Regions from separate parts of the Sus scrofa genome. Here region 2 is linked to region 1. Evidence: chromatin contacts called from public HiChIP or PLAC-seq data. All regions are on one chromosome and are shown on one strand. Each heading gives the region's core, a stretch centred on a gene start, on an enhancer-like site or on the middle of the called end of the contact. The rest is flanking DNA. Distances are from core to core; before and after follow the strand shown. Region 1 holds the start of KANSL2 (KAT8 regulatory NSL complex subunit 2). Region 2 holds the start of APPL2 (adaptor protein, phosphotyrosine interacting with PH domain and leucine zipper 2).

The links. HiChIP or PLAC-seq counts read pairs in DNA pulled down with a chosen protein or histone mark.
Region 2: a contact with region 1 is called in an H3K27ac HiChIP or PLAC-seq map of skeletal muscle. The contact joins the promoter of APPL2 here to the promoter of KANSL2 in region 1. A contact is called at or near these places in 2 of 47 Hi-C or Micro-C datasets (heart right ventricle and liver) and 2 of 2 datasets of contacts at active chromatin or transcription factors (alveolar macrophages and skeletal muscle).

What each region holds. Positions count from the first base shown.
Region 1 is chr5:79,303,800-79,308,093 of Sscrofa11.1, reverse strand. KANSL2 (KAT8 regulatory NSL complex subunit 2) reads left to right here and starts at 2,526. Exons shown (of 10, transcript NM_001244880.1): 1 at 2,526-2,571; 2 at 3,144-3,402. The coding sequence starts at 3,152.
Region 2 is chr5:79,354,330-79,359,034 of Sscrofa11.1, reverse strand. APPL2 (adaptor protein, phosphotyrosine interacting with PH domain and leucine zipper 2) reads right to left here and starts at 2,770. Exons shown (of 21, transcript NM_001135961.1): 1 at 2,717-2,770. The coding sequence starts at 2,770.

The DNA.
Region 1 (4,294 bases), core at 1,277-3,776:
TAGTGGCTCAGGTCCTGGTGGGGGTTTGATCCATAGTACCTACCGAGTGCTATATACTGTTTACTGATGGGACTATGGCAGTAAACAAAGTAAGCATCTTGCCCTCATAGAATTTGCATTCTGGTTATAGGGGAGATAAGTAAAATATAATATGCTAGATGACAAACACTTCGTAGAATGTTAAGCAGGGAAGGTGGAATGGTGAGTGTATGTGTGTGTGTGTATATAGGTAAGTAGGATTGTTGGTTGGAAATAAGATGGCTAGGGAAGAAGGCTTTAGGAAATTACAGTTCCACAAGGACCTGAAAGAGGGGAAAGCAAACCATGGGAATGTCTGGGGTAAGATCATTCCAGGAAACAAATGCAAAGGTTCTGAGATGAGAAGATGCTGGCATGTTTGAGAAATAGCAAGGAGGTCAGTGTAGCTAGTATGGAATTGAGTGACGAGGAGGAGAGAGTAAATTGAATAGAGAAGCAGAAGTCTGGATACCACAGGGCCTTTTAAACCATCATAAAGACAGTGAAATAGAGCACCATTGATAGGTGGTGAGTAGAGAAGTGACATGATCTAGCTTAGGTTTTACAATGGTCACTTGAGCTGCTGTGTTGAAAATGGATTATAAGGAGTCAAGGGTAAGGAGAATCTCACAATAATTAAGGTAGTAGATGAGAATCCCTTGGACCAGGTTGGAAATGCTGAAGGTAATGAGGAGTCACATATCTTGAAGCTGGGACCAGCAGGACCTGCTATAAGGCTGGAAGAGAAAGAAGTCAAGGATGACTCTCAGTGTTTGTCCCAATGACTACAGAAAGTGCAGGGTCCTAGCATTAGTTTTTTTTTTTTTTTTTTTTTTTTTTTGCCACACTTGTGGCATGTGGAAGTTCCTGGGCCAGGGATCAAATCCCAGCTACTGCAGAGACAATGCTGGATTCTTAACCTGCTGCATCACAGCAGAAACTCTTGCTTTTTGATATCACCTCATTAGGTTGAAGATTCCCCAATTTTTTGTAATGTGGCTGCCTCCCCTAGTTTTGAGTTGTAGGGTGTTTATAACCAATGAGGGTTGGGAGGGTTAGCATATGTATATAACTCATAGTTGCTATTTAATGGTTGTATTGCATCCGTAATCCCAAACTACTCTAGAATGTTTACTCCAAAAGAGCAGGATTATCTTTCTTGTTCTCTCTATATCTGTACTGGCTGGCACTTAGGTGCTCAGTAAATATTTGCTGAATGAACAAATCTCATGCAAGGGCCTTCTAGGACTGCCCTAATCCCTGGGAAAAGTCACCTCTAAGCCCTCCCCTATTTTGGTTTTAATCACTTCTTTTTATCTAAACTGCTGTTCCCCAGCATTGTAGATTCCCTATGCTCACCTGCTCATTGGTAGTGGAAAAATAGCTTACTTAAATGAAACTGACAACAGCTAGGAGAGCTTGTGAAGCTTGGGATGCAAAAAAGATCCCAAATTGTTTTATTTCTGCCAGAGGTGTGGTGGAGATGAAAGAAGAGATGCTTTAATTAAAAAGCCTTAAAGGACGATAAAATTGGAATTGTGCCTGCCTTTTCTATATACCTGCATGATTTAGCTTGGTATTGTACAGAATTTTAGAGAATCAAGGCCTCAACCATAACTCATATTTACCAAGTCTCAGTCCAATGCCTTTCACTGTATGACCAGGAATAAAGGGATAAAGAATGAGGGAATGGTTCGTGGAGTTCCTGCTATAGAGCAGTGGGTTAGTGATCTGGCTTGTCTCTGTTGCAGGTGCCTGTGATTCCAGCCTGGCACAGTGGGTTAAGGATTCAGCGTTGCTACAGCTGTGATGTAGGTAGACGCTCTGGTTCAGATTTGATTCCCTGGCCAACCAACTTCCATATACCACGGGTGCGGCAGAAATAGTATTAAAAAAAAAAAAAATAAAGGAATGAGGGCTGGTTCAAATTTGTCTCCATTCCCTGTTTACTAGATACGAGCCTATTCTGTTCCTCTGTTATCTTATCTGTAAAATGGAGATTATAGCTTCTACTTTTTAGGACTGTTCTGAAAAGAAATGTTTATATACATAATTTTCCAGACTCAGTAAATACTCAAAAAATGTTTCCGTAAATTAACTTTTCACAAAACTAAGCCTTTTACTGTATAAACAGTAAGAGTCAAATGTACCACGATCCTTTGGCCTCCCTGTCGATTTTGTGCCTACCGTGTAACGGTGGTGGTGTAGCTGCGGCCTAGTGCACAGATAAAGCGGCCATAATCGACCTGAAAATCAGCCATGCGGGGAGGTGGAAAGACAAACCGTGCGCTGCTAGCGGGTCCCCGAGCCCGCACTCAGCTCCGCCTCACTTTCATGAGCAAGTTGATGACGGACAGCTCTTCTCAGCCACCCAAGCCGCGCCTTTTCTTAGCGCCCCGCCCCCTAAGACTTGATAGGTAGCTGGCCTCAGCCAATGGTGACGCACAGGCGTAGGCGTCGTGCCCAATCAGCGAGTGGGAGCCGGGAAAGGAATGGGGCCGCGTTAGAAGCGGCTGGCGCGGCCAGAAGGCAGCAGCGCGGCGCGCGGCGGAGGTAAGATGGCGGCGTTGCTTGCTCTTCGCCTTTGCCTTCGGGGTACTACTTCGCCCTTTCTCCCCATTCAGAGCTGCTACCCTGCTCCCTCAATCAACGTCAGGGTCGCTCTCCTCTTATAATCTCCCAGGACTTGGGTTCTCCGGTGCTCGGAGACTTAGGACAAAATGGCGCTTGCAGGCGCCGCCAAGGATGGGCAGGGCCCAGGCGTGAGGTCTCAGGCGGACCGGGACAAAGGCGGCGAGCCGGGAGGCGGAGACGGGGGTGGGGGCGCGGGCGCGGCCCCTCGTGCGGCGGTGGCGCGGCCCCTCGTGCGGGCGGTGGCGCGGCCCCCTCGTGCGGCGGCCGTACAGTCTCCGTGGTGGTGGTCGGCGTGGGGCGGCCTTGGCGGGGGAAGTTGAGGTGAGGCAAATTCACTAATGCCCGGGGAGGCTTGGGCTGGGAGACCTGGGCGGAGGGAGTTAAGGAGCGTGACTTCCGCTTGTCTTTTAGAAGCCACGCGCCGTCTGCCTGGTTACTGTGGGGCAGGAATTTTCGGGAAGGGCTTTTTGATCTTTTGTGTGACCCTGCAGGTTTTGGTATGAACAGGATTCGGATCCACGTCTTGCCGACCAATCGGGGAAGGATCACCCCAGTGCCCAGGTCTCAGGAGCCCTTGTCTTGTTCGTTTACTCATCGCCCATGCTCGCAGCCTCGTCTGGAGGGGCAGGAGTTTTGCATTAAGCATATCCTTGAAGACAAGAATGCACCTTTCAAGCAGTGCAGTTATATATCCACAAAGAATGGAAAAAGATGTCCTTGTGCTGCTCCGAAGCCTGAGAAGAAAGACGGGTATATATGTATAGATATCTGTACTTTTATGTTTTTCATTGTGGGTTTTTGTTTTTGTTTTTTGGGGGCATGTCCATGACATGTGGAAGTTCTTGGCCCGGGGATGGAACCAGCATCACAGCAGCGACCCCAGCTGCTGTGGTGACAACGCGGGATCCTTAACCTGCAGCCTGCCACAAAAGTACAGGGAACTTCTGTTCTTTTAGATTTTAAGTGATGTGGGCTGGGAAATAGCTGGCCAGTTCTTTGGTCACATGCTTGTAACATTGAGGTTATGGATATATCCTTGGAGAACTTTTTAAAATGGTGAAAACTGGAAGGAGACCACTCTCAGTTGGGCCACTTCGTTAAATGTCTTTGGATCTTTTCTGGTACCTGTAAAATAAAGGGACACTCTAGATTTTTCTTTTTTTCTTTTTCCTTTTTGGGCCGCACTTGAGGCATATGGAAGTTCCTAGACTAGAGGTCCACAGCCATGCCATATCTCTGCAACCTACACCTCAGCTCACAGCAATGCTGGATCCTTAATCCACTGTGCGGGGCCAGGGATTAGCACACTTCCTCATAGATACTAGTTGGGTTTGTTACCGGAGCCACAAGGGGAACTCCCTCTGGGTTATTCTTAACCTTAGGTTGCATGGCTCTTTTGGCCATGCACGTTTTATGTGTGTGTATTCTTCTTGGAAAGACTTAATGGTTTTCATCAATTAAGCAAAAGTATCCATGCAGAACATAGATAATTCTGTCTGTATCTTTTGATTTTAAAATTGTGTCTCATATCCTTTTACCTACAGTGGATTGATACTGAAGTAAAATGTAGAGTTGCCTTCCAGAACCAGGCTTTTTTTTTTTTTTTTTTTTTTCTCCCCCTTGTCTTTTTAGGACTGCGCCC
Region 2 (4,705 bases), core at 1,521-4,020, 51 kb before region 1:
CATAAAACAAGAAGCAAACAATACATGGTTTCTTAAGATCACTTCCTTTTAGTGAAATATTCTGGGTCACCAAAGACAGAAAAGTCAAGTGCTAGGTAGCTGGGCTAACTTGAACAACATAATCTTAGGGGCAAGCTTTTTAACTTCTCTTCTCCTTGCTAATTTTTTTTTTTTTTTCCCACACACACCTGCAGCATGTAGAAATTCCCACGCCAGGGATCGAACCTGCACAGTTGCGACCTATGCTCAGCTGTGGCAATGTGGGACCCTTAATCTGCTCTGCCACACAGAACTTCCTGCTTCTTGCTCATTTTAATAGAGGACCTACTTCAAAAGATTGTTAGCAGGTTTAGATGAATTAACATAAGCTTGAGAACAGTGCCTGGCACATAAAATGCATTGTCTGATACTGGTGTTTGCTTTTGTTTTTATTCTCTACAGATAAAATGAAGGAGTTAAGATTACAGTCCTTCCAGTTACAAGTCTATCGATCTCCTTGGGAATAAAGCTGCATTAGGCATGTGCCCCATACAATAGTGCTAAATGTGCTGTGATGATCATCAAAGACCTTGGAAGTGAGCTTCCATCCAAACCTCAAAAACCCCTGTATGGTGACACTCATTTCTCACCCATTATGTAGACGATGACAAATTCCCTACATAAAGAGGAACATTAAATAAGAGCGACAATGCCTCTAAATCTCCTCTTCCTCATACAAGCTGAAAATTATCAACCATGTGGATACAACAGAACTTTAACCCCCTTAAAGATCATCTACTCCATGACCCTCCTTCTGCAGAGGAGGAAACCGAGCCAGTCACAGGAAGGGGATGAGTGACTTCTCCAATCAAAGGATAAGTTAGTGTGAGAGACAGAATTAGGACCGAGGTATCCTGCCTTGTTTGCCAGTCCTCCTTCATCCACCTCACAACTGAGCACATCCTGCAAACTACTCAAAACTAGTGCATATTCACTGATGTGAGAGCCAAATATTCTGAACTTAACTCCTCAGCGAGGGCAACATGCAGAATCAGTTAGTGCAACCTCTCTCACCTGGCTCAGCCACCACCACGGTCAGTTAGGCAAGCTATACATCTTTGTACCTCAGTCTCTCCAAATACAAAGCAAGTGTAAGTCCTAATTCAAACTCCTATCACTAGAAATTCCACATTATTATCTTTGGATCCCACACAAAGGGTGTAAGGATGGACCAAATGACTTCTACCAAGGGCTTTGGTCCCAATAAAATGCCAGAAGTTTAGAGACTTCAAAGAGGCCTTTGAAAAGTCAATCAGACCAGCAGATGCCAATTAAAAAAAAAAAAAAAAATCACAGCTCAAGTACCGCTTCTTACTTGCCTACGTACAGATTACTGGAAACGAACCTGATTAGTACCCTAGGATGTAGGTTCGATCCCTGGCCTCACTCAGAGGGTTAAGAATCCACTGTTGCTATGAGCTGTGGTATAGTTCACAGACACGGCTTGGATCCTGCGTGGCTGTGGCTGTGGCTGTGGTGTAGGCCGCCAGCTGCAGCTCCAATTCAACCCCTAGCCTGGGAACTTCCAAATGCTGAAGGTGCGGCCCTGAAAAAGAAAAGAAAAAAAAAAAAAATCACACACACCAAAAAAACAGGCACAGAGCAATTAGGCACACAGTCCTTTGACTACTTATTCTGAACTGGAGAGATGCAGAGTGGGTGTAGGTAAGTCCATCAAAGGGTCATCCCAGGGAAGGACAATTCACTAAGTGGAAAGGAAGCAAAAAGGGAAGAGAAACTGTGAAAGGAAAACAGGTTTCTCTTACTCTAATTTTTCAAGAGTTGAGATACTAAAGAATAAAGAGACGTATTTAAATAACCCAGGGATGCAGAACCACTGGAGTAGATATGAAGTTGGGGAAATGTTAATGGGGAACAAAGGTTCCCTGGGGAAAGGGGCCCTGACTTAAGAACTAATGCCATGCTTCACTCCTTTACTGTCTTTACACACCAGCTTTCACCTGCAGAGCTCAAAGGACTTGATTCTCATCTCCGGTGCGCTAATGAAGTTCCCCTGTGCGGCAAACGGGGCAGGTACCCTAATTTCCTCTTCACAAATGGGAAAACAAGTCCAAGGGGAGCTCTGGCACCCCTGGTTAAGAGATGTAGGTTCTCTGCCTCTCATTCTGGCTCTAAATCCACCAGGTCCCACATTAGTAGTAGAGTAATACCAGGACTAGTAGTAATAATGGAAAACAATAATAATACGGTTATCTTCTTATTCTGTACTAGACATTGTTCACAAGCAACTTCACAGGCATTTCCTTATTTAATTCTAGCAACTCTAGGAGCCAGGTACCAATTATTATCCCTATCTTACATATGGCAAAATTGAGGCACAAAAAGGTGGGGCACACAAAACTGGGGCACTCGGCTAGTAACTGGTGGAGCCCCAGTGTAAACGGAGCCGCCTAGGTTTCAGCTGAGTTTTGAAAAGGGGTCAGGACAAAGACTCCAGCCGCGGGGTGCTTTCGTGGTGTCTCCAGCTCCGCCTGAGAGATGCCCAGTGCCAGAGTACCCAGGGCTCAGGACGCGGGGCTGGGCACGCCCCCTCCTCACCTCAGGTGGACGGGGTAGGGGGTGGGGAGGCGCGTACTCCAGGACTCCATCCCGGGCCTGGAGGGGCCTCCTCGGCCTCAAGCCCTCAGCAAGAGGAACCCGGGGCGGCGGGAAGTACCTGGGGGCTGTCCTGCAACGCCTCCTCTAGCAGGAGCTTGTCCACGGCGGGCATGGTGCCGCGCGGCGGGGCCGAGGTCCAGAGAGAAGGACAGACAGCGGGTGGCGCGGGAGGCGAGGTTGCTCCGGACTCAGGCGACCAGGCGGACGCTCTGCGCCCGCGGCTGCGCCGCGCACGCCCACGCCTGGCCAGTGGCCGCCGCCCGCCCGCCGGCCCTCCTCTCAATCCAGCCCTCCTCTCAGCCCAGCCCTCAGCGGAGCCAGATCAACAGGAAGTGTGGCGAGCGCCGGAGACCGGAAGTGCGGCAGCCCGGCCTGCGCCCGAGCCCACTTCTCGCGGGAAACCGCAGACCCCCGACCCTGCCGGCGGACCCTCAGATAGTTAAGGCTCCGCCGTTTGCGGGTGGGTTCTCCTGGCAGTCGGTGCATCTAAAGCCCAAGAGGGGAAACTCAAGAGCGGGAAGATAAGGTTTTATCTCCTTGTGGCTACCCAGACTTTTTGAGTCCAAGGAGATAGAAGCCAATAGATGTTGCTGCTGTGAAATTCTGTGAAAGTCCTATGCTTCCTGTACCACTTTTTCTAGATAAATCAGGGCCCTCGTAACAGCCGTGAGAACAGAGAGATCAGCTAGTCCTAGGAAGAAAATGGATAACTGAATCATCTGTGATATTTAGAAGTAATGTTTGGGGAACCACAGCTATTTAATTTGGCCAATATTGTTAGGGCTCGTCCTCGTGGTTTGCTGTGTTTTGTCATTTTGGAAAATTTCATAATCGAGTATTTTGGAGTGGAAGGGAGAGATGATCTAGTTCAGGGTTGTCATTTGAAGATTAAAAAGCGGAACCCAAAGAATGAAGTGATTTAGTCAAACAGTTAAAGCTAGAGGAGAAAGAGAAGGAAGGAAGAGTGACTGAAATGCTGGCCAGGGGAACTTAACATCTTTTTATACTAAAGGCAAGGGTTTCAGAAACTTCCTTCTTTGGGAATCTTTGATGATGTGTGCAATAGGACACATCATCAAAACAGGCAGAATATGGTAAAATTATACAAATTCTGTATTTTATAGAAACACCTAGGTATATTAAGGCCAATCTGAATTGCAGACACCTCTGAAAGTGATCACGTGCTGGCCATTCCTTTTCCTGCTCTAGACAGCACTAACCTTTACTGAGCCATGGTGTAGCCTCCCCAGGGAAATCATCCAGCTTCCTCTCCCCACCATGTTCTTTCTTCTTAGGTAGGGTAAAATCATGTCCACACGTTTTCTTTTCCTTTATTTTCCATCAAGTACCATTCAGTTCATTTCACCTCGTACAGCTCTCTTCTGACTGAAATCCTCTTCGAAGGCCAGACTCAAGCTCTTCCTTCCCACTTCGTAGTCCCAAAGATCACTGCTTCCTCTGAGCAGCCATTGCCCTGATTGTCATCCAACATGACTTATCCAGCAATGCTTTTTCTTTCTATGTGTGGGTCTTACTCCCTCTGTAAAGAGTAAGCTTCTCAAGAGTATAGCAAGTCAGCCTCTGTTATGAATACTGAGACATATGATAACAAACACAAGTTTGCTGTTTATGACTTGCAAATTCTTCCAACTCTTCCAATTACCTAAGAGAAATTTCAGCCTTACATCTTGCTTTGTTCCCACCCTTCCACCCAGTTGGAAACACAGCAGTATTAATTGCCTACCAGGCAAACAATAATGATCCTGCTGTTGATAAGAATAGTATAAGATTGTACCAAAGAAAAGAAATGCATGCATTTTTATTTGAAAAGGGACGTAAAAAGGAGATAGTGCCTTGCAGAGACCTTAAAAGTTCTCAGAAGTCTCTTTGGGAATCACGACATTTTCCATGCACCACCTCATGTTCTAATGAAAGTTACTTTTTCTCTAACATCAGAATTCAGGGAGTTCCCGTCGTGGCGCAGTGGTTAACGAATCCGACTAGGAACCATGAGGTTGCAGGTTCGGTCCCTGCCCTTGCTCAGTGG